Regions from separate parts of the Mus musculus genome. Here all the other regions are linked to region 1. The links are chromatin contacts, called in public HiCAR-type, HiChIP or PLAC-seq and promoter capture Hi-C maps. All regions are on one chromosome and are shown on one strand. Each heading gives the region's core, a stretch centred on a gene start, on an enhancer-like site or on the middle of the called end of the contact. The rest is flanking DNA. Distances are from core to core; before and after follow the strand shown. Region 1 holds the start of Slc35b4 (solute carrier family 35, member B4). Region 2 overlaps Plxna4 (plexin A4). Region 3 has its middle 49 kb from the start of Gm32007. Region 4 holds the start of Plxna4 (plexin A4). Region 5 overlaps Plxna4 (plexin A4). Region 6 has its middle 120 kb from the start of Gm32007. Region 7 holds the start of Mtpn (myotrophin).

Region 1 (2,700 bases), core at 134-2,633:
AAAACGGTAAGCTCTCTAAAAGCAAACTATAACACATACAGACTTGATCATAAATAAACTGCTTACTTCTGAAGGATTCAAACCAACAGTATCAAACAGGATAAATTTCCAACAGACATCACACCATGTTCAAAACTCAAGTTCAAAAATGGAAGGCATCTGGAAATGTTACTGGGCTAGGAGCTTAGACAGATACAGTCCAGCCCATTTTTGCTCTGCCACTTCCAAATAGTGAAAAGATGCCCAACTTTGCATCTGTTTCACTTTCAACAAAACAATGTAACTCTTGGTCACAGGGTTGCCCTAAGCAGTATATAGATAGAAACCTGTAGCTAGTGACTCTGAACTGAGTATTGAACTGTCTGAAAAAGGAGACCGAAGCTCCAAACCTTAAATAACTAACTGGAGCTGTTTAGTCCTAATCGTTTTCCAGTTCATCTCCTGTCTCTTTTCTAACTTCTGCCTACTGAACTTTGCACATAGTTACCCAACGTTATTTGCAAGACACCACACCACAAAGCCAATCCTGTTCCCAATCTACACTTCAAAGAGCACGCTTCTCAACGAAAGACTGTGATGTGCGAAATGCCCAGGGACCATGGTGACAGCTCAGTTGTTATCTGCACCACATCACTCACATATGAGTCTAAGCCAAGTGCTCACAACCATCTATCTCTACGACCAACAAAAACAAATGTTTCGCAAAACATGTCAACACACACACACACACACACACACACACACACACACACACAAAACTTTCTGTGAGAAAAGTTTTGCTCCAGACAGACACGTGTCATTCATTCACTGGTCAGCGAAAGGTGCTAGAGTTGGATGAGTAGTAGTTGGAGAGGGTGCTCCTAGAGACCTAGGATCGGTCACGTGAGAAAGTCTCCAGGCTTCAAACTCCCCAAAGTGTGGCTTGGAGATGCCGACAGCAGCACTCTGGATGTTCCTGTCACCTGGATGCTAACGAATGGAGGAGTGCCAGGGCTGCAGAGTAGCTGACTGCGTGGGTATCCCGTGCAGCGCACTAGGGAGGCGGCCAGGGCTAGCAACCCCGGACCAGCTTCGAGAACCCGGGCGCGGCCCGAGAGGGTCACTCACCGGGCCAGCAGCTCTAGGAAGATCACATTACTGCAGCAGCCTGCGAACACCAGGCCCACCGCGAAGGCCGGGCGCATGGCCGGTGCGGGGCACGGGGAGCCAGCGCGCAGAAAAAGCGCCCTTTCAGTTCGCTACCCTAGAAAATCCGCGCGCAACATCACCACCGCCAGCGGTTCCCTCCCTGAGGGCCGTCTTGATCAACTCTTCCTCCGCAGCTGCCACCGACGCGGCCAGACCAGGAGCTGTAGTTCTCAGTCATACCCGGTCCCATTCATTTGAGGGGGCGTCCTAGGGCTAACCAAACTACATGTCCCAGCAGACCGCGCGCCTTTACGGCAGGCGTGAAAAAAACAGGCAAGTTTCCCCCGAAGGCTCGCGTGAGTCGGTGTCGCACTGCCTTCTGGGAAATGAAGTCCCAATGCTGTTCGTGTTCAGTACCATAAAGGTTGGAATGGGATTCAACGAAATAGCTTGTGTGCTCCCTGTAACTGACTTCTCATTAGAGTATTCTAGCATCTGTAACAACTCACCTGCAACTGAGAGAATGTAGAAATTCCTGTAACATCTAAACCGAATTCTAGGACAACAGCGAACCTAAAAGTTTTGAGATTGAGCCTTGGCTTAAACTGCCTGTTTAGAGCATTGGCTTAGTACTCCACTCTCATCACAGGGGAAGATAGGCCTGTCTTACTAATAGTTGTTGTAGAATAGACTAATACAGTAAATGTATTGCTTTATGTCGTGATTTTTGTAGAGACACTGAACACATGTCTTGTGCTGGCATTTTGCCAGCTTAAGGTGCTCATTAAATATTGAATTTAACTGATAAAAGGCATTCTTTTTGCCATAGTTCTTGTTTCTAGTCTCCTTTGAAAGACAGACATTCCCAATTTCAGAATGCACTAGAGCTTATTGAAAATTCAAAGTTCAGGACCACAAATAAAAATTGTGCTCAGTAACCATCATTTAGAGCATGCAGGCGCCAGGATTCTGATGAGATCTCTGGGTCACAAGTTGGGGAAGCCACTGGCAAGTTAGTTGTGAATCTTGAGGAAAACTTCGGAGTGTTTATGTTTATCCCCTAAATTGCCTCCCATCATGTGGTGTCACTGCTGATGCAATCACACGTATGAAGGGGCACAGTTCTGAGCAGTAGCACTAGTCTTACATAATAGGAAGAAATAGGGCTGTTAATTCATCGCATCTATGAAAAACTGGTCTTGCTAGGTGTACAAACACAGAACACAAAGGCACTGGCCTATGTACATAGTTGATGGTCACCATGCAGTCTTTCTTGCTATTGCTGTTGAATCGGAGTGAACACCAAGAGGCTCAGTAACTGATGCCACAAGACTTCAGCTGAAGGGTAAAAGGCACGTGCTTCCTTTCAACACTTAAATGCTGACGTGAGCATTGTATGTGCGCAGCATATGTCTTTCAGGTGCGCTCAGAGGCCAGACAAAGGCATCCGATCTAGAGCTGGAGTTTCAGAGGTTGTAAGCCATTCCCTGAGTGCTCCAAGTTGAACCTGGGTTCTCTGCCAGAGCAGCCAGTGCTCTCAACCACAAAAGCATCTCTCCCATCCAGGTATGG
Region 2 (2,700 bases), core at 180-2,679, 1.7 Mb before region 1:
AGCACTGGCCAAGGAATGTGAGGGCCTCTACCAGCAGTTGCAGGCCAGGAAACAGATTGCCCTCAAGAGCCTCTAGGTAGAAAGGAAGCCCTGCTAGCACCTTAGTTTTAGCCCAGTGACACCTGTGTGGCATTCTGACCTCTAGGCAGTAAGACAATAGCATTGGCCTTAACTCAGCAAGCCCCTGAAATGTATTCACAGCAGTAGGAACCTAGCATATTGCTGGTCCATGGTGAGGCAGGTCCCACCCTCTCCTTGTCCTTGGGCTCCCCTGAAGGGGCTACTGACTTGAGATTTCCAGCAGAAAAGCTCTTCTGCCTCTGTTGGAACCCCTAGGGATGACCTAGAAGTTAGCTCTCATTCAGCCCCCTGGCAGGGAGCAGAGCTCTATCTTCCCTTTGAGTTCTTGGGGGTCTGGTTTGTTCAAGGACCCACCAGCTCTTGTTACTAACTCCTGGAACTCTAAAGTATTTGCCAAAATGGAGGGAGGGGCAGGGGGAGCAGAACTCTCACCCTCTGATCCCAGTCACCCACCCGATTACCCTTCCTGCGTTAGGCTCCCAGTGACTGCATTCAAAGGAGAGCAAAGCAGGACGTATGTGTGCTGGCTCACCTTGTACAGCACTCCCTACCTTGTTATTTGCTTGCTTGTTTATTTTCCAGACTCTTAAACATACTGTGCCATCTTAAACCACCCAGCAGGACATACCTGCAGCATTTCGAACCTTGTCTGATAAGCCAAGCATCAAAGCCACGTGTGTGGGCATGGGTTTCTCAGCACCTGTGCTTAGTAGGAAACTCAAGGAAGTTGTTAGCTTTAAGCCCCTCTGCTATCTCCCAAGAGGTCAGTCGGAGTCAACCTGGCATTTCTCTTCCCCCCCCACACACACCCCTAAGATTCCCTTCCCTTCCCTCATACTTGCTTTTAACAAATTTTTTCCATATTTTCATTTCTTTTTCTTGGACTACAGAAAGGTCTTTGTAAGCACAAAGCCAGATCTTGCCTTGCTCAGAAATATTTTCCTCACTGACTCTTGCTTGTTAGTTTTAATGTTTATCCTGGTCAATTGTTCCAAACATGAAATACCCATCTCTAAAGGGTTCCTCAAACCTGCCCTTGTTTTTGTTTTATTGTGGTGGTGGTGTTGTTTTGTTTTCAATATCTTCTGTATCATCTTACCTAAGCTTCAGACTGACCCTGTAAGCTGCCAAGATCTGCTATGAGTAGAAAAGCAAACGCTTGATACAGAGAACCCCGTAGGATCAAAAGACAGCGGGAAGAATTGTCTAAGGAAGAAAGAAAGCTCCTCTCACCAGACAACAGTGATCACAGCAAAAGCTAGGGCAGATCATTCCGCAGACCTACCCATCCCCCTCCTGGCTGACTACCTCCCAAGCCAGGCAGGGGCCCTGGAACCCAGTTCCGGGCTGTCAGCAGAGATAAATTTAGCACCAATGATCTCATCTTGCAGAGCAGCCTCAGGGCCTCAGAGTGCTCAGGGAAACATCACTTGGACAAGCTGAGAAGTGACAGACACTACTGGCCCCTACAACATAGGTGGCAGGCAAAAAGTTCCCCTTAGAGGGACACTAAGCCCATGAGGAGCAGTGGCCAGAGTGTGGCCAGCAGGTGGCAGGCTGAAGGAGCTGAGACATGGACACCCTGAACTTCCCAGGGTCTCCCAGACCTGGGCAATGAAGCTGAAGGCTCACAGCAAGTCCACAGATGATCAGAACTGCTAAGATCTGGATGAAGAACAAGCAGTGCCAAGCATTCTCACTGTAGAGATATGGCCCATGTCCCAGCAAGTCCCTCCCTACCCCATCAGGATATTATGTGGTGGAGTATTTATAGATACAACAGTGGGCAGAAGGCAGAAGTGGCTGGAGCCCATTGCTCTGCCTCCTGCCAATAATATAAGCCCAACAAAGAGGACAATCTCCCTTGTCCTTTACAGAAAAGAATGGAAACTTGTCACAACTGCAAACTTTCAAGTTCTTCCACTGAGATAAGCTTCCCTTTCTGGCTTGCCCTGCTGGTGACTTGCTGACCAGTTCCCCCAAGGTTTCTTAGTATGTGTCACAGTGAGGCTTTCGGTTTGCAGATCCTGGAGTAAAACATTTACGAGGGTTCCAACCACTGGGTCATGGTGCCAGGACAGTTCTTCAGCTGGAGTAAGGTTTCTTGGCTCCAACCTCTGCAACCACAAACCTTTCTGATGGAGGGAGGATGGCATGAAAGTCACTCAAGAGAATGGACTTGACACTTGCAAAAAAGGACAAAATAAGCAGCTATTTCTAGGAGGTAGGTCCCACCCTAAAGTGCAATGCATATTATGCTATTAAAGGGGATGGGAAGTGATGAGAAATAGATGTTGTCACCTAAGAAAGGCCAGGCTCACATCTCAACACACCAGGGCCACCCCATGTCAGTTTCAGTCACATTAGAGGAAATCAATTCCCAAGAACAAAGGCCTTCGGTTTGATCAATGCCATTCCTGGGAATCACCCAGGACACATAATTGAGGGGCTGTCAGAGAAATCAAAACACACTGAGAAGTTGGGGTGATCACCAAGGTCTAAGTCCTTCTGCCGGGGGGCAATGTGAGCGATGTTACAAAAGAGAGGAGAGTGTCACAGGCAAGAGAGTAGGGTGGACAGCACTTTTGCAGGTGAAGAGTTCAAAGCTTCAAAGAAAGG
Region 3 (2,700 bases), core at 71-2,570, 1.5 Mb before region 1:
TCTCTGAGACTGCCCTTCTATTGGTGAAACAATAGATATATAGGTATATAGCCAAAATAAAGCCACTCTGGATAAGAGGGTACACTTTGGATCATGGAGACTGTACTCTTATGTAGATATATGTGTGAATATAAATACATGTATTGTGTGTGTGTGTGTGTGTGTGTGTGTTTCACATTTTAGTTAAAAAGTTGGCAAGAAACACTTGCAGTATTTGTTCCTGGGTGGTGGCAAATAATATTTTTATTTTTGTGTGCTTTTTTTTTGTCTTGTTCAATCTTTCTCAGAAAAAGATACTGTGATGCAACATGCAAATGTGTTGTTCTCTTTTTAAAAGGGAAAGCTCAAACCTCTCTGAAAGAATTCATCGCTGACCTAAACACTGACCGTTAATCACCAGGGCCCTCAGCAGCGCTGGACTGACTTGGCTGATGGCTGCCTGCTCTATCATCACCCAGGAAATCCAGACAGTGGAGATGGAGCGCAGACAGACCAGGTGAAACTGAAAGGCCAACTTACAAATCAGACACGCTTTCATCCCTGGCACAGAGCTGCGTGGGGGATGGGAGAGGAGCCCTGGGAGCCCTGCCGTGTGCAGTGTGTATATGGTGATATAGTCATGGTGACTTGAGCATGGAAAGAGAGCTCTGGAAGGACTTGGTAAGTGTTCAGCCTTTACAGAACTACAGCATGTACACCAACACACTGGTGGGAGATAAAGCACACTTGACCCAAGTTAACCAGTTCCCTCTCTTCGTTTACACATAGGAGTTTAGCATTCCCACACTAACCCTGGCCATCAGACCCACAACTCCCAGAACCTGGACTGCCTGTCTTGCTGTGATTGCTTCCCTCTCCTAACCCCTCACCCCATCTCTAACCCCATCTCCTAACCCCACCCAACGGCTAGCATAATTCAGTAAGTAAACCCAACCAACATCCTACCTCAGATAAAAGTTGCTGTTGTCTGAGTGTTAACAAGTCAGAGCACCAAGTTTTTATTGCTACCTTTCCAGCTCCCCCCACCCCTGCCCCCGACCTTTGGGCAGTCAGCTATTTACTTTGTGATTCAATTTCCCCAAAAGAGAAAGAGTTTATTTCAAGAGAAAAACCAAGAAGAGAAACACATCACCTATTAGGAATGTATATCTATCAATTCTACTAAGATTACATTTTTTTCCTTGGGATAAGGAAATAAATGGAGTACATAAATTATTCCTGCTCTCAGCCCCTCCCACCACACATCTAAGGGGTCAGACAGGCAGGTCCATGGGGCACTAAGATGACTAAGGCAGTGGGGGGCTGGGGTGATCCTGGAGTTGGGTGTGGCTCTTTCTACTTATCTTCAATGGCTTCTCCCTAGGGACATTGTGGTCTTAATGGAGGCTGCATTAGCTGAGCTGGTGATTCAATTAGTTCTAAATGCTCCTGGACTGAGAAGGAGGGATGGGAAGGTGGGGATTTGCTGACTCCTATTTGCCGGAAAGGGTTTCCCAAGACAATGGAGATGCAATTTGAATTCCCAAGCCCCCCACTCCTTTCTCCATTCAGGAGCCCCTGGGTCATCAACCCAAATGAGATCATGCTTGTGAAAGTACTTTGTAAAGTATTTTCATTACTCATCCCCTCTTAGGAGAAGGGCCCGCTGCCTTCTCTGGCCATCCTTTTGTATACAGATGAGGGGCTTCCCTGGGACAGAAGGACCAGGATGTTTTGAGGAGTGAAGGCCCAATTCCCAACTTTGAGGAATCCTGAACCATCGGAAATGTTGCTCCTCTGCATGGTAAGGGCAGGGACTCTTGTTTCCTACAGGAGCCTTATGTGGAGCCTCAGTTCCTAGCAAGTGCTGCTTGATAGCTAACAAGAAGGGTCAGGTAAAGGAATGTGGGACAGAGGGGAGAGCCAAAGAGGCCAAATGGTACAGAGATGAGGCTGCACATCCTTTAACTTTGTAGGAGAAAGTTGAATTGTCCTAGGGTCTGGAAATCACCCTGGAAGCTACCAGAGTTTTTTTGGTTTGGGGGTGTGGGGTTTTTTGTTTTGTTTTGTTTTCTTGCGGGAGTGGGGGGCAGCTTTAATCTACACCTTTGATCCCACCCCCTGCTGTGTAAAATGAGGAGTTAGCTTAGAAAGTGCCCCCAGGTCCAAGTTTAGCTGAATCTTAAAACTACCTGAGTTCTGAAATCATCACACCTCAGACACACACAGATTCGAATTTCATTGTTCTGGCTGTGCAGCCTGGATGTGAGTGGTTTTCATAGCAAACAAGTTCTCAAGATAAAAAAGATCCCATGCCTGGAAGACTGTTCAGTATACTGATTAAGAAAGTGCTTGCTGTGTAAGCATGAAGACCTGACTTCAGATCCCAAACACATTAAGAGCTGGTCATGTGACTCCAGAACTGTGGAGGGAGAATGGGGGATAGGCAGATCTGATCATGTGGCATTGCTAGCCAGACTAGCTAGTCTCATTTTACACACACACACACACACACACAACACACACACACACACACACACACACACACACAAAAACACTATTTTTGTGGTGTAAACCTGCCATGGCATATTTCAAGAAATGACTATCTGATGACCCCCACCCACTGAGCCCTAGTATTCTAATGTAATCCTTTTCTCTCATAAGTTCATTACCTGGGGTAGAGGTGGTCACATCTGTAAGATACATTAAAAAGATACATTT
Region 4 (2,700 bases), core at 157-2,656, 1.6 Mb before region 1:
TAAAAGCAAAAAATCTCCGGGTGTCCAAAAAGCTAAGGGGCACAATTGCACTGGGCGGGTCTCATAAGACCTCCCATGACTTCTCCTGTCTTATAAAAACCAGTTAGGAAATGAAAGGAGCTAGAAACAGCAAAATCGTTCCCTCATCCTACCAGGCTGGATAGGAGAGTCAGTCATTTACTGAATCCCACCCTGAAAGTCCTGGGGAAGAGAAGTCTAGGTCCGGAGAGGAGAAGAACACGGGAAATCCCTGCTCCGGCTGCGATGCACCTACGCGGGTGTCCAGGTGGGACGTGGGCAGGTGCGTGAGCGCAGTGTGTGCCTGTGTGTGAGTATGTGTGTGTGCGCGCACGCGATTTGTGTTTTGCGTGTGTGTGTGTGTGTGTGTGTGTGTGTGTGTGTGTGTGCGTGTGTGTGTGTAGTGGGCTGCCTCAGAGCAGGCGAGGACTCCGGGACCGGACTCGCCACCTCCGCCCGCTCTGCCCAGCTGGCCCTGTGCCCGGCCGGCGGCTCCTTACCTGGAAGCGCGGCGTTTCCCTCCTTCAGCCCCAGCGCCGCATTGACACTGCAGATGGTGCCTGTACCGCTGCCTCTCGCCCTCCTCTGAACGTGTGCGTGTGCGCGCGTGTGGCTGCCTCCTCCAGCCCCAGCCCCGAACGCAAATACTCCACCGAGGCACGGGGAAGCCACGAGCAGCAGAGAAAAACGGAGGGGGCCAAATCAGAGCCTGCCGGGCTTGACAGCTCCTCTTGCAGCGTCCAAGGTGGGCGTAATGTCCAACAAAAAGGTCAGGAAATGAAGATCAATTCCAAGCACCCCTAGCTTCCATCCAGCCCCGGAGCCCAAGCAGCGACAGCGGTGGCTCTCAGGGGCTGCGGCGGCGACGCGGGGCTGCCCCCCTTCGTCCCCACCCCCGCGGGCTGAATGTCCTTGATGCCAAGCGGGCACGGCGGCGTCACTCCGCGCCGCCCATGCTAGCCGGGTCGGGCCGCTGCCCGGGCGCGGCGGCGAGTACGTTGGGGACCCGCCGGGGAGCGCTCTCCGATCCTCTGCGCGCCTCCCTGGGCAGTGACGGCCACCCCCTGGCAGCCCGGGGCTGGCTGCGCCGCTGTCGCCCCCAACCCTGGCCGGGGACTAGCCGGGCAGTGCCCAGGGGCCGGGGCTGGGGGGCCTCGGAAGCCGCCGGCAGCTCCCCGGGGAGGCGCGGAGCTGCGGTGGTAGCAGCGACGGCGGCGGCTAGCGCTGCGGCGGCCAAGAGCGCGGCCGTAGTCCAAGCCGAGCCTCCCAGGCGCGTCCCCGGCCCCCCGGGCGGGCTGCTCGCAAAGTTTGCAGGGGGCAGGGAGCGGGGCCGCCGCTGGCTCGGCCGCCGCCGGAGCTCCCGGGCTGCCTGCTGCCGCCGCGGCTCGCTGCTGCTGTGCATTGAAGCCCGGCCAAGCGCTGCAAAAACTCCAGCTGCCTGGCGCTCTCTGGGTCCTCCTCTCCTCCCTCCCGCCCTCCCTGCTTCCCTTCCTCCCTCCCTCTCCTCGCCTCCTCCCCTCCCCGCCGCCCGCGGCCCGCCGCCGCCGCCGCCGCTGCCGCCGCCGCCGCCGCTCCCTCTCTGGCTCGCTAGCTGGCTCGGAGCTCGCGACTGACATCTAGACCAAGGTAGAGCGGCCGGCAGAGGGGGCAGGGGGCGCTTCCCCGCACGCTGCCGCCACTGGCCCGCCTGCTCTTCCCCAGTGTGGACGTTTGCAGACACCCCCTGGGTCTTCTTGGCTTCCTCGAGTCACCCTGGCGGTGGAGACACAGGGCAGAGTGGTGCATATATGGTGCCACCAAGTGCACTTGGATCGGGGCATACTCCCAAGCAGGCATGTGGTGCAGGCGGTCAGAGGCACTTCTGGGTGTTCCTAACAGACACCAGCCAAACATACATCCATTCCTAACCTAGAATCCCTGTCCAGCCCCACCAACCAAGGTAATCCTACACAGAGCACTAGAGGATGCCCAAACCCAAGGTTTCTTCTAGTCCTAGGACAGAAATGAATGGCCAATGCCACAGAGCTTGTTAGGTAACCTGATCTGTCCAGAGGCTGACCTTGCTTCACTGTCTCTGAAGCCCTAGGTCCTGGGCCATGTCCTAAACATAACCCAGACATTGCCAACATCAGAATAGTTTCAGAAGCCCAAAGGAAGAAATCCAGAGGTTGCTTAAATTGAGAGAGCATCTGGCAGGCAGGGAAATAGGTGAGGCTGCACTATCTAGAATATCTCTACAAAGACCCCCTCCAGTTAATGAGCCCAACGACCAAAATAAATAAATAAAAATAAAACAATTTTCAAAAGGATGCCCACCTATTTGTCTACCCAACTCTGCATGCTAAGTTCAAGGAAATGGCTCTGTCAGCCAAGTTCAGTAAGACTAGCCATTCATCAAAGAAAGACCTCTCCAGGAGCTTATGGTTTGGGGTTCCTGACCCACTCTCCCATGACACTTTCTTCAACCTCAGTCACTTCCTGCGCATAACTGTCCCTCCCACCAAAACCTCTCAGAATCTGCTTACTAGGAAAAGGTTGACAGTGGTATAAATTCCTTCCCCTTCTTATAGGGGTAATGTTTTCACAAACATCAAAGTTATACCCTCGGTAGACTTTCGAGGTGACAAGTTGGACAAGCTTCCGGGCAGGTAGCACACTTGGGTCGGGTTGGACTTACCACCC
Region 5 (2,700 bases), core at 30-2,529, 1.8 Mb before region 1:
GACCCTGGGTCTGTGCATCACACCTAACCCCAGGAACTGGTTTAGTAAAGCTGGGTAGTGACCTGAGTTCTAAATAGCCAGAGGGAACAGGAGGCTCACAGCTATACCAGCCTCTAGAGCTGGGCGGGCAGACACTCATGCTGACACCAATTTTACATGTGTTCTTGCCTAGTACAGCAGAACACCACCCCCAGTTAGTCCAATCACCTTTCCTTTGTCTGGTTGTAACCACAAGCTAGCAACGTTCATCTTCTTCACTGGAAAAAAACACTAGAAGCACCACCATATGTAGAATCTCTTTTTATATAAAAGGGGGAAAGCATGAACGTACACAGATGCACACCCATGTGTACACACACACACACGAGTTTCTCAATGGCACATCCTCCTGTGACCAACATGATACCTCACTCACAAATTACACAAACTGAAGGATGAAGCAGTGTAGGATCATCCAATAAATCATAAGCACACATCAAAATCTAACCCCTCAACTAAACCTGGGCCTGATCAACATCATATCAGTTTTGAATGCTGGAGTGGTTGATCTGCAAATGATGTGAGATCATTTGGAGCATAGTTATTCACCACTGATCCCTTTGCTCTCTGAGTGATTGTACTTTAATTAACATTTAGTAAAGATTGTGAGATCATCCATGAAGCGGCTCTATGTAGGGGATTCCCTGAAGCTCAGAAGAGAAAGGCAAAAAGAACCCCGTCTATTGACAGGCAATGAAAGCTGGGCACAGTGGTGTACAACAGCAATCTCAGCACTTGGGAAGATGGAGAAAGGATTGTGAGTTTAAGAGCAGCCTGGGCTATTTAGTGAGACTCAGTCTCAAAAAACAAAACAAAGCAAGCAAACAAACAAAAAGCCTAGATGATTGACCAACAACTGACTGACTGACTGACTGACTGGCTGACTGACTGACTGACTGACTGACTGACTGGCTGACTGACTGACTGGCTGGCTGAATGACTAAATATTAGAAGGGTCTATCAGCTCTTCCACTCAGGACCAGACATCAAGGCTGGAGAATGGGAGGAAGAAGGCAAGTTTGAAAGAAGACCCGCCAGTCCTGCCAGTCCTCACTCCCCGGGGTCATCCCACCAGGGCTGGCCAGTATGCCTGACAGCTCACAGTAGTCCAAGAGCAACAAAGACCTCCTCTGCTGAGAGAAAACCAGACTATGTTTTTGTCTCTAGCCACTCCCCCAGCAGCCCGGGTCCTGCCAAAGGACTGCAGGTCAAGCCTGGGAGAGCTCCAGCTGGCCCGGTTCCCCTCATAACTGCACTTGGCTTCATTAACCCAGCCCTCCCCTTCCAGCCAGTGGGGCAGGAAGCCTTCTCTGGGCCTGTTTTTCAGCCTGTTTTTTCTCTCTCTCAGAAGTGGGGCAGATGGTTGCCACAGTAGAAGGAGAGCCCGCTGGGAAGGGAGAGAGTGAGCTGCCCAGGTTTGGGATGGCACCTCAGGGCTTTGCACACAGGTGACCTGGCACCCAGTCTCCTGGCATTTCCTGGCACAGCCCTCCTGATAAGCTTAACCTTTGTCTGAGATCACTGGAATTCTGCCTCAGAAAAGGAAACACTGAACTGAGCGTGGAAAACAGGGGGAGATGGGATGATGCCAAAAACCTTGCTGGAAATCCTTAGCAGGGATTACCGTCTCCAGGATATGTTGCCCTAGACAGGGTACTTTTGTCCGGGAGCTCAGAACATCTGAAAGTCTCAGAGGTATTCTCTAACCCGAGGCTTCTCAAACTTTCTGTGGTAGAGAGCCATTTGGTGAAAATTTTCCAGTCTTTCGTAGAAGGATACATTTGTCAAATACCAAGCAAATGACTAGAAAAAATAAAATAGCAAATGACAGCATGCAAATTCATTGGGCATACCCCCTGATCCCGAACAATATCGAAGTGCTGTGTGCATTTCCAAGTCTTCACCCTCTGATATCTGCCCTGAACAGACCATTAACACATTGTTCACAGACCATACTTCGGTCTAGTCTAGACTCAGTATATGGTTCAAGTACCCAGAGCTTCGGAGCGCATTAGAAATGCCCAATCTCATGTGTCACCCAAGACCTACTTAGTGAGAATTTTGCATTCTCGAAAAGCACACCCCCCACCGAGTAGTTTTGAGTATGATACCCACCATTTGAGATATGGTGGAATTGAGCAGGCTCATTGTTTAATGCACTACAAAAGGTTTTTTCACACTCAACTTAGAGATGTCTTTGAGTAAAAAAGGTACTTTGTGTTAAAGCATCTTAGCAGAGGGGCTAAAGGAATGGCTCCGTCGGCAAAGAGCTCCTCTTTAAAAGATAAGGCTTGAACCCTAGGACACATGTGACATAAAGCCAGGCATGGTGGCATATGCTTATAATCCCAGCATTGGGGAAGTGGAGACAAGCAGATCGCTGTGGGTTGCTGGCAGCCAGCCTGACCTACTTGGCAACTACCAGGCCAATAGGAGACTCTGGAGATGGAGAGCAGGGCAAAGAGGGAGAGATAAAAAAAAGTGAATGAACAAGGTAGATAGTTTCAGAGGAACAACATATGAAGTGGTCTTCAGGCCTCCACACAACACATATACATATGTGCATATACACCTGCACACACAAGAGCACATGCATATGCATATACACATATACACATACATATACACATATACAAAAGCATATTAACTATGTTGGAGTAG
Region 6 (2,700 bases), core at 194-2,693, 1.4 Mb before region 1:
CACTCTTCTAACAGGAAGTCCCAAGCAAGCCTTGTTAACTCTGTAGCTTAACATCATGATACAGCAAGCGGTTCCCATCGTTTTTCCCTGTTGCCTTCTTTGTCTAGCTTCTGTCTTCAGGATCACAACGTGGCCACCGAAGCACAGATCTTGTATACTCACGCTGTGATGTCTGTGGCCACGAGAGGAAATAGACTCCAACCTCATTCACACCTCTTTTTTTTTTTTTTAACATTTCCAGAAACATGAGGCAGACTTCCCTCCCTCCTCATTGGCTAGCATAATATCACATGCACGGCCCCAAGCCAATCACTGGCAAGGGAAGTAGAATTACCATTTTGGCTTAGAATCGTAATGAAGATTCTTTGCTGGGTTGGGGAAAGGTGGTTGCTTCCTAAGAGACTTAGTCACCCTCACAAACTCAAGATCTGTCAGGAGGGAAAGTGTTAACTTTTAGGGAGGTGACAATGAACAGTATTTATTGCACCCTGCAGCGAGAGATTATGGAAAGAACCGGAAGAGCTTGGCCCTTCACCCCACCCCCTACAGATTTATAGAGATTTCCCTGTAGGATATTATAGACTGCCTGTAACCTTTTTAGTGCCCTGTAATCCTCACATAGGACATTATTTATGTGTCTTCAAGCTGTCTATAAAACAAAGGATTGGCTTATGTTCTCGTGACTCTAAAAGGCTGTCAGGGCCAAATAGATTGTTCTAGAAGTCTGGGGGCATTAGAGGGTGAAGGAGAAATCCATGGACAGCCAGGCTCGGGCAACAGGAAGATGGTGGCATTTTGGGCAACAGAATGTTCCAAGAGTAAGGAATAGGTTGGGGAGGTTTGAAGGCTAGGTACAAATAATTAGCAGTTCAGGACAACTTGAGATTGTGGTCACAATTACGCAGGAAAAATGTATAGATTTATGGGACTTCGATTTCTTTCTTTTCGTCCTTCTTCCTCCGTCCCTCCGTCCCTCCCTCCGTCCCTCCCTCCTTCCCTTCCTTCCTTCCTTCCTTCCTTCTGAAGGCAGGTGGCCGAAGCTGCGCTGGTGATATTTCACGCAGCCCTACTCGGGGCTGCTTTGTATCTGTGTTATTGAGCAGCCTAGCTTCGAAAACCAATACACCAGTAACAAATTGCTAGAGTAGAGGCGGAAAATTCCAGCCCAACTGCTACATTCCTTCCCATCTTTCACCTCAGAAGACCTTGAGAACCTAGCAGGCACGTGGCCCTGAGAGCTTTATTTAGCACGGCTGGGCTCTGGGCCCGGTACCCCAGTGGCCCACCTGGGGCCCGCTGAGTGGCTGCACCTGGGACACCCTCCGGTGGCAGACACAGTGGGCGCACAGCTCAGCCGCCTCTCAGTCTCTGGCTTCCTGGGTGGCAGGAGGAGGGAGGGAGCTCCACGCAGTCGCACAGATGTCTTGGAACTCAAGGGAAGTAAAAAAAGGAAGTAGGGAAATTGTCTGACAGACCCCAACGAGCAAAATTAGCATCAGCCACAGGCTGGAGGCTCTGCAGTCATTTTCCCTCTGCCTGAAACCTCAGGAAGTTTGCTGCAGCACTCATGACAGAGGGTAAGGTGAGGAAGAGTAGGGGCTTCGATTGGTTCGGCCCACAGAATTATACTCTACAAACGCGTACTAGACAAGAGGTGGGGGGCAGGGGAGCGGCGTTTAAGCAATTGGAACTCTCAAGGGCTATAGAATAGAACCAGGCTGGGCTGCGCAAAAGGGGACTTTGAAAGTAGGTGGGAGAAAGCCTTCTGCAGAGGGAAGGATTAAGGTCCAGTTTACGAGCTGTGAGACTCTGAACAAATTATGTAAACTCCAAGCCCCAGTTTCCCTATCTGAAAATGGGAATAATAGGATTACTGGGACGGGAGGTGGTGGACATAAATATTCTGTGCAGAGAGATGGCTTGGAGCAGGGCTTACTGAAATTGTCATCGAGTGTGGCAATCCTTGATGTAGGAACAACCCAAACTTGTGCATATTTATTTTCAATCCTTGTTATCATAAAATGTAAGCTGTAAATATGAATCTCAACAAATTATTAGAAATTAAATATACCAGCCAGGCATGGAAATGCATGTCTGTGACCTTGGCTATTCGGGAGGCTGGGCAGGGGGGAGGGAATTGCTCACACTCATAAAATCCAGACGTTCCAAGACAGCCCTAGAGAGTAGTGAGACCTCAAGCAAACAGACTGAGTACTCAAAGACTTGAACCATCAGCAGGACCTGGAGCCCCATCCCCTTACTCCCATGGATGGAAACTGCACACACACAGTAAGGTCATTGCTATTCATTAGTGATGATTTTTGGTTTTGAAATAGAGTTGCTACAAAAGCATCCTTTACCCACACTACCCACAAATCTACAGAGTTTGTCTTTTCTTTGGGGGGGGGGGCATCTCACATAGCCCAGGCTTTAGCTGTGTAGCCAAGGGTAAGAAACTTTAGATCCTCTGGCCTTCATGCCCAAAGTGCTGGATTACAGGTGTGCATCACTAGGTTTCATACGGTGCTACGGCTCAAACCCAGAGCCTAAAGCATATTAGTAAGTACTCTACCAATCGAGCTCTGTTCTCAGCTCCAGCAGTGGACTTGTGTTCAACAGCATCGTCTGTGTGTATGTGTGTAGCCATAGTCCACCCATTTGTATTACTGTGCGTGACTGTATAATATTCCATACACCTCG
Region 7 (2,700 bases), core at 131-2,630, 1.4 Mb after region 1:
CTGTAGTTAAAAACAAACAAACTAACCAACCAATCAACCTGCTTCTGCCTGTTTCCTAAAACAAGTCCTGTGAGGCAGGATGCCACCGCTCACACCTTTTAAGATTTAAAATCTTGACCGCAGGCTCACACTTTTTGAAGAGGACCAAGATGTTCACAGTTGTCACAAAATTCTACTTTCGGAAAATAATAATAATAATAATAATAATAATAATAAAACTATAGAAGTTCTCCTTACAATTACAAAAGGAGCAATTTAAGACCCAAAGGCAGGCCAGGTCAGAACTTTCCAAGTACCTCCAAGTATGGTTTTGAATTTGGGTTTCTTAACCATATCCCAAACATAGCGTGATCAGACTGCAGTACTATTTACTACACACGCGCGCGGACTTCAGATGAAATAATGGAGTACCCCAAGTTAAAAGGCTTTTTGAAAACTACTCCGATTTCCCAACACCCCAGATGCCAAATGGCAACCTTACCACTCGAAGCAAACGATACACACACATACACATATTATGTGGTGGTGGTGGAGAGGAAAAAGGCCACACCCAAGTTAAAGACTTTCAGAGCGAAGTGACACCAAGTTTCAGAAATTTAACTATGGCTATTTTGGGGCAGCTCATTTCACGGGTGACGGATCCTCTGAATCCTCCCCATCTCCACCAGGCCGCACGTTCAGGAAATCGTTCCCGATTCGAACTGCTCGGGTTTCCTTCTCAGGAACCCGGTGCGAGGCCAAGATGGAGAAATGCCTCATTCAAAGATTGCAGTACCCGGGGTATTAGAGGGCCGGCCCGTGCCGATCGAGGGAGACAACCAGGCGCCCGTTACCTGCGGGGCTGGGACAGGCCACAGCCGCCTTAGCAACAACACAGCGGTTACCTGGCACCGAGGAGCCACCCAGATCCAGGCCCTGCGGCGTCCACGAGTCTCCCAAGCTGGCCCAGCTCCCGGTGTCCCCCACGCCCTGGGCTTCACGACCACCCACCCCGCCGCAGCGCAGCATCAGCGCCGCGCATCCCCGCTCACCTTAGCCACATAGTCCTTCACCTCATCCAAGTCTCCGTTTTTCAGGGCCCACATGAACTCCTTGTCGCACATGACTGCAGCGGGGTGGGCCGGCGGGCCGGGCAGGAGCGGCGATTAGGCCCGACGAGGGGACACGAGAAAGCGACGCGCCTCAGGCCGCTGAGCGGGCGAGACTGCGGGTCGCGGCTACGGTTCGGGCGGGAGAAAGTTCTTCTGCAGCCGTTGGGCCCAGCAGAGCAGGTTCCGCCTAGCTGAGGAGAAGCAGGACGCTTACACTTCCGGTTCACGCCCCGCTAGGGCCCGCCTCCCACTTCCTCTTCCTCTTCCTCTCTCCAGAAAGCTCTGCTCGGGACCCCGCCCCGACTGCTTACCTCAGGAGAGCCACTTTTGCGCAGGCGCATTATCCTGGCCGGCCAAGGCAGAGTAGAGGCGTGGTTCCAATGGGCGGGGCCGTGAGGCTGAGTAGAATGTTCCTGGAGGTCAGGAAAATCAGGGGCTGAACCTGGGGAGGTGTTGGATGGGAGTAGGACACTCCAGTTCCACGACAGAGGGGAACGTTAGTTTCCAGGGCTCACTTTCTAATAATTCTAAAAATAACTAATAATAATAATAATAATAATAATAATAATAATAATAATAATAATGTGTTTAGATTCTCTCTCTCTTACTATCCCACTTTAAACTAGTAAAAGAGGAAAAACAAAAAACCAACCCACTCTCAAAACATTTTTATTGAGACTTTCATCTATGCATATAGTATGTTTTGAACAAATTCATTCCTGAATCCCTTCTCCACTTCACCACTACTTTTCCTTCACAACTTTATGTGACCTCTCTTCTTAAAACAAAACCAAAAACAAAAAACCAAAAACCAAATTTTCATTTACGTGTATGATAGTTTTGACAGAATATATACATTTATGTGAACCAATGTGTGCGAGTGCCCGAAGAGGCAAGAGGAAGCATAAAATCTGAGAGAGCTAGAGATACAGACAGCGGTGAGCCTTCATATGGGCCATGCTGGGAACCAAGCCGGGCTCCTCTGCGAGAGCAGCCAGTGCTCTTAACCTCTGAGCCATCTCTGCAGCAGTGCTCGGGTCTTGTGTTGAGCTCTCTGAACCCACTTAGCGCTTCCTGTTGAGTGCATACGTGTGGGACCTACTGGTTTGTTTTACCTTTAGGCATCAAACTCTATTCCTATTCTCATACATCAGTGGCTGGGTGGGGCTCTCTCCCTTGGTCTTTTCTCCTCTCTCTCCCACTACCACTCTTGGCCTTTCTTCTCCCTTTCCTCAACCATGCAGTTTCTTTGGGACATCCACCAGAAGGAAATAAAAAGGAAAGAATAAAACTTTTTTTTTCTCAGAAGGAAATCTTCAACACGTAGTTGAGACAACGGTGTCAGTAGGTTTATTTCTTTTTAATTGCATACGTACGTGCTTGTGTACAGATGCACTGATGTGGGCATGAGTGTGCATACGTGTAAACTCAGAGGACAACTTGTGGGAGAGTACTCTTATGTAGGTCCTAGTGACTGAATTTAGGTCACCATCGGGCTTTGTCACAAGCATCTTTCCTGGTTGAGCCATCTTGCCAACTCAACAACGTGAATTATGTACATTTACTTTCTATGGTGGAAAATACTTAAGTGTGTGATGGCAATTAAAAA

Evidence for each region. Promoter capture Hi-C pulls out the DNA fragments that hold promoters and counts their contacts. HiCAR-type assays count read pairs that join an accessible place to other places. HiChIP or PLAC-seq counts read pairs in DNA pulled down with a chosen protein or histone mark. Capture Hi-C pulls out chosen DNA fragments and counts their contacts.
Region 2: a contact with region 1 is called in a HiCAR-type map of astrocytes, with 6 times the contacts expected there. The contact joins the enhancer-like site here to the promoter of Slc35b4 in region 1. A contact is called at or near these places in 8 of 39 promoter capture datasets (the 3T3-L1 cell line, 3T3-L1-derived adipocytes, the C10 cell line and 5 more), 3 of 115 datasets of contacts at active chromatin or transcription factors (astrocytes, embryonic limb bud and neural tube) and 2 of 9 other capture datasets (adipose tissue and liver).
Region 3: a contact with region 1 is called in an HNF4G HiChIP or PLAC-seq map of pancreatic cancer cells. The contact joins the enhancer-like site here to the promoter of Slc35b4 in region 1. A contact is called at or near these places in 9 of 39 promoter capture datasets (the 3T3-L1 cell line, the C10 cell line, cranial neural crest and 6 more), 3 of 115 datasets of contacts at active chromatin or transcription factors (astrocytes, embryonic stem cells and pancreatic cancer cells) and 1 of 9 other capture datasets (embryonic stem cells).
Region 4: a contact with region 1 is called in a promoter capture Hi-C map of embryonic stem cells, with 6 times the contacts expected there. The contact joins the promoter of Plxna4 here to the promoter of Slc35b4 in region 1. A contact is called at or near these places in 8 of 39 promoter capture datasets (the 3T3-L1 cell line, 3T3-L1-derived adipocytes, the C10 cell line and 5 more), 1 of 484 Hi-C or Micro-C datasets (cortical neurons), 10 of 115 datasets of contacts at active chromatin or transcription factors (SST interneurons, T-cell acute lymphoblastic leukemia, astrocytes and 6 more) and 1 of 9 other capture datasets (adipose tissue).
Region 5: a contact with region 1 is called in a promoter capture Hi-C map of liver, with 4 times the contacts expected there. The contact joins the enhancer-like site here to the promoter of Slc35b4 in region 1. A contact is called at or near these places in 7 of 39 promoter capture datasets (the 3T3-L1 cell line, the C10 cell line, the HPC-7 cell line and 3 more) and 2 of 115 datasets of contacts at active chromatin or transcription factors (astrocytes and embryonic hindbrain).
Region 6: a contact with region 1 is called in a promoter capture Hi-C map of hippocampal neurons, with 5 times the contacts expected there. The contact joins the enhancer-like site here to the promoter of Slc35b4 in region 1. A contact is called at or near these places in 10 of 39 promoter capture datasets (the 3T3-L1 cell line, the C10 cell line, cranial neural crest and 5 more), 5 of 115 datasets of contacts at active chromatin or transcription factors (the NIH/3T3 cell line, T-cell acute lymphoblastic leukemia, astrocytes and 2 more) and 1 of 9 other capture datasets (adipose tissue).
Region 7: a contact with region 1 is called in a promoter capture Hi-C map of liver, with 4 times the contacts expected there. The contact joins the promoter of Mtpn here to the promoter of Slc35b4 in region 1. A contact is called at or near these places in 1 of 39 promoter capture datasets (pre-B cells), 2 of 484 Hi-C or Micro-C datasets (CD4 T cells and natural killer cells), 1 of 115 datasets of contacts at active chromatin or transcription factors (thymic regulatory T cells) and 2 of 9 other capture datasets (adipose tissue and liver).

The regions. Positions count from the first base shown.
Region 1 is chr6:34,175,671-34,178,370 of GRCm38.p6, forward strand. Slc35b4 (solute carrier family 35, member B4) reads right to left here and starts at 1,384. Exons shown (of 10, transcript NM_021435.3): 1 at 1,108-1,384. The coding sequence starts at 1,184. It overlaps Gm13855 (a long non-coding RNA gene), which reads left to right and starts at 1,378. Exons shown (of 3, transcript XR_868963.3): 1 at 1,378-1,552; 2 at 2,535-2,694.
Region 2 is chr6:32,477,877-32,480,576 of GRCm38.p6, forward strand. The region is part of intron 3 of Plxna4 (plexin A4); the gene reads right to left. Among named protein-coding and RNA genes, the nearest start is that of Plxna4os1, 32 kb to the right of the region's middle. Within about 2 kb of position 1,430, at least 78 of the 459 cell types and tissues checked have an H3K27ac peak or open chromatin away from gene starts, as enhancers often do. A contact at or near this core is called in adipose tissue, astrocytes, liver and 1 more, where this site is marked.
Region 3 is chr6:32,705,236-32,707,935 of GRCm38.p6, forward strand. No RefSeq gene overlaps it. Among named protein-coding and RNA genes, the nearest start is that of Gm32007, 49 kb to the left of the region's middle. Within about 2 kb of position 1,321, at least 13 of the 459 cell types and tissues checked have an H3K27ac peak or open chromatin away from gene starts, as enhancers often do. A contact at or near this core is called in embryonic stem cells and pancreatic cancer cells, where this site is marked.
Region 4 is chr6:32,586,786-32,589,485 of GRCm38.p6, forward strand. It overlaps Plxna4 (plexin A4), which reads right to left and starts at 1,407. Exons shown (of 32, transcript NM_175750.3): 1 at 519-1,407.
Region 5 is chr6:32,396,017-32,398,716 of GRCm38.p6, forward strand. The region is part of intron 3 of Plxna4 (plexin A4); the gene reads right to left. Among named protein-coding and RNA genes, the nearest start is that of Plxna4os1, 110 kb to the right of the region's middle. Within about 2 kb of position 1,280, at least 92 of the 459 cell types and tissues checked have an H3K27ac peak or open chromatin away from gene starts, as enhancers often do. A contact at or near this core is called in astrocytes and liver, where this site is marked.
Region 6 is chr6:32,779,453-32,782,152 of GRCm38.p6, forward strand. No RefSeq gene overlaps it. Among named protein-coding and RNA genes, the nearest start is that of Gm32007, 120 kb to the left of the region's middle. Within about 2 kb of position 1,444, at least 48 of the 459 cell types and tissues checked have an H3K27ac peak or open chromatin away from gene starts, as enhancers often do. A contact at or near this core is called in forebrain, hippocampal neurons and pre-B cells, where this site is marked.
Region 7 is chr6:35,538,508-35,541,207 of GRCm38.p6, forward strand. Mtpn (myotrophin) reads right to left here and starts at 1,381. Exons shown (of 4, transcript NM_008098.4): 1 at 1,032-1,381. The coding sequence starts at 1,103.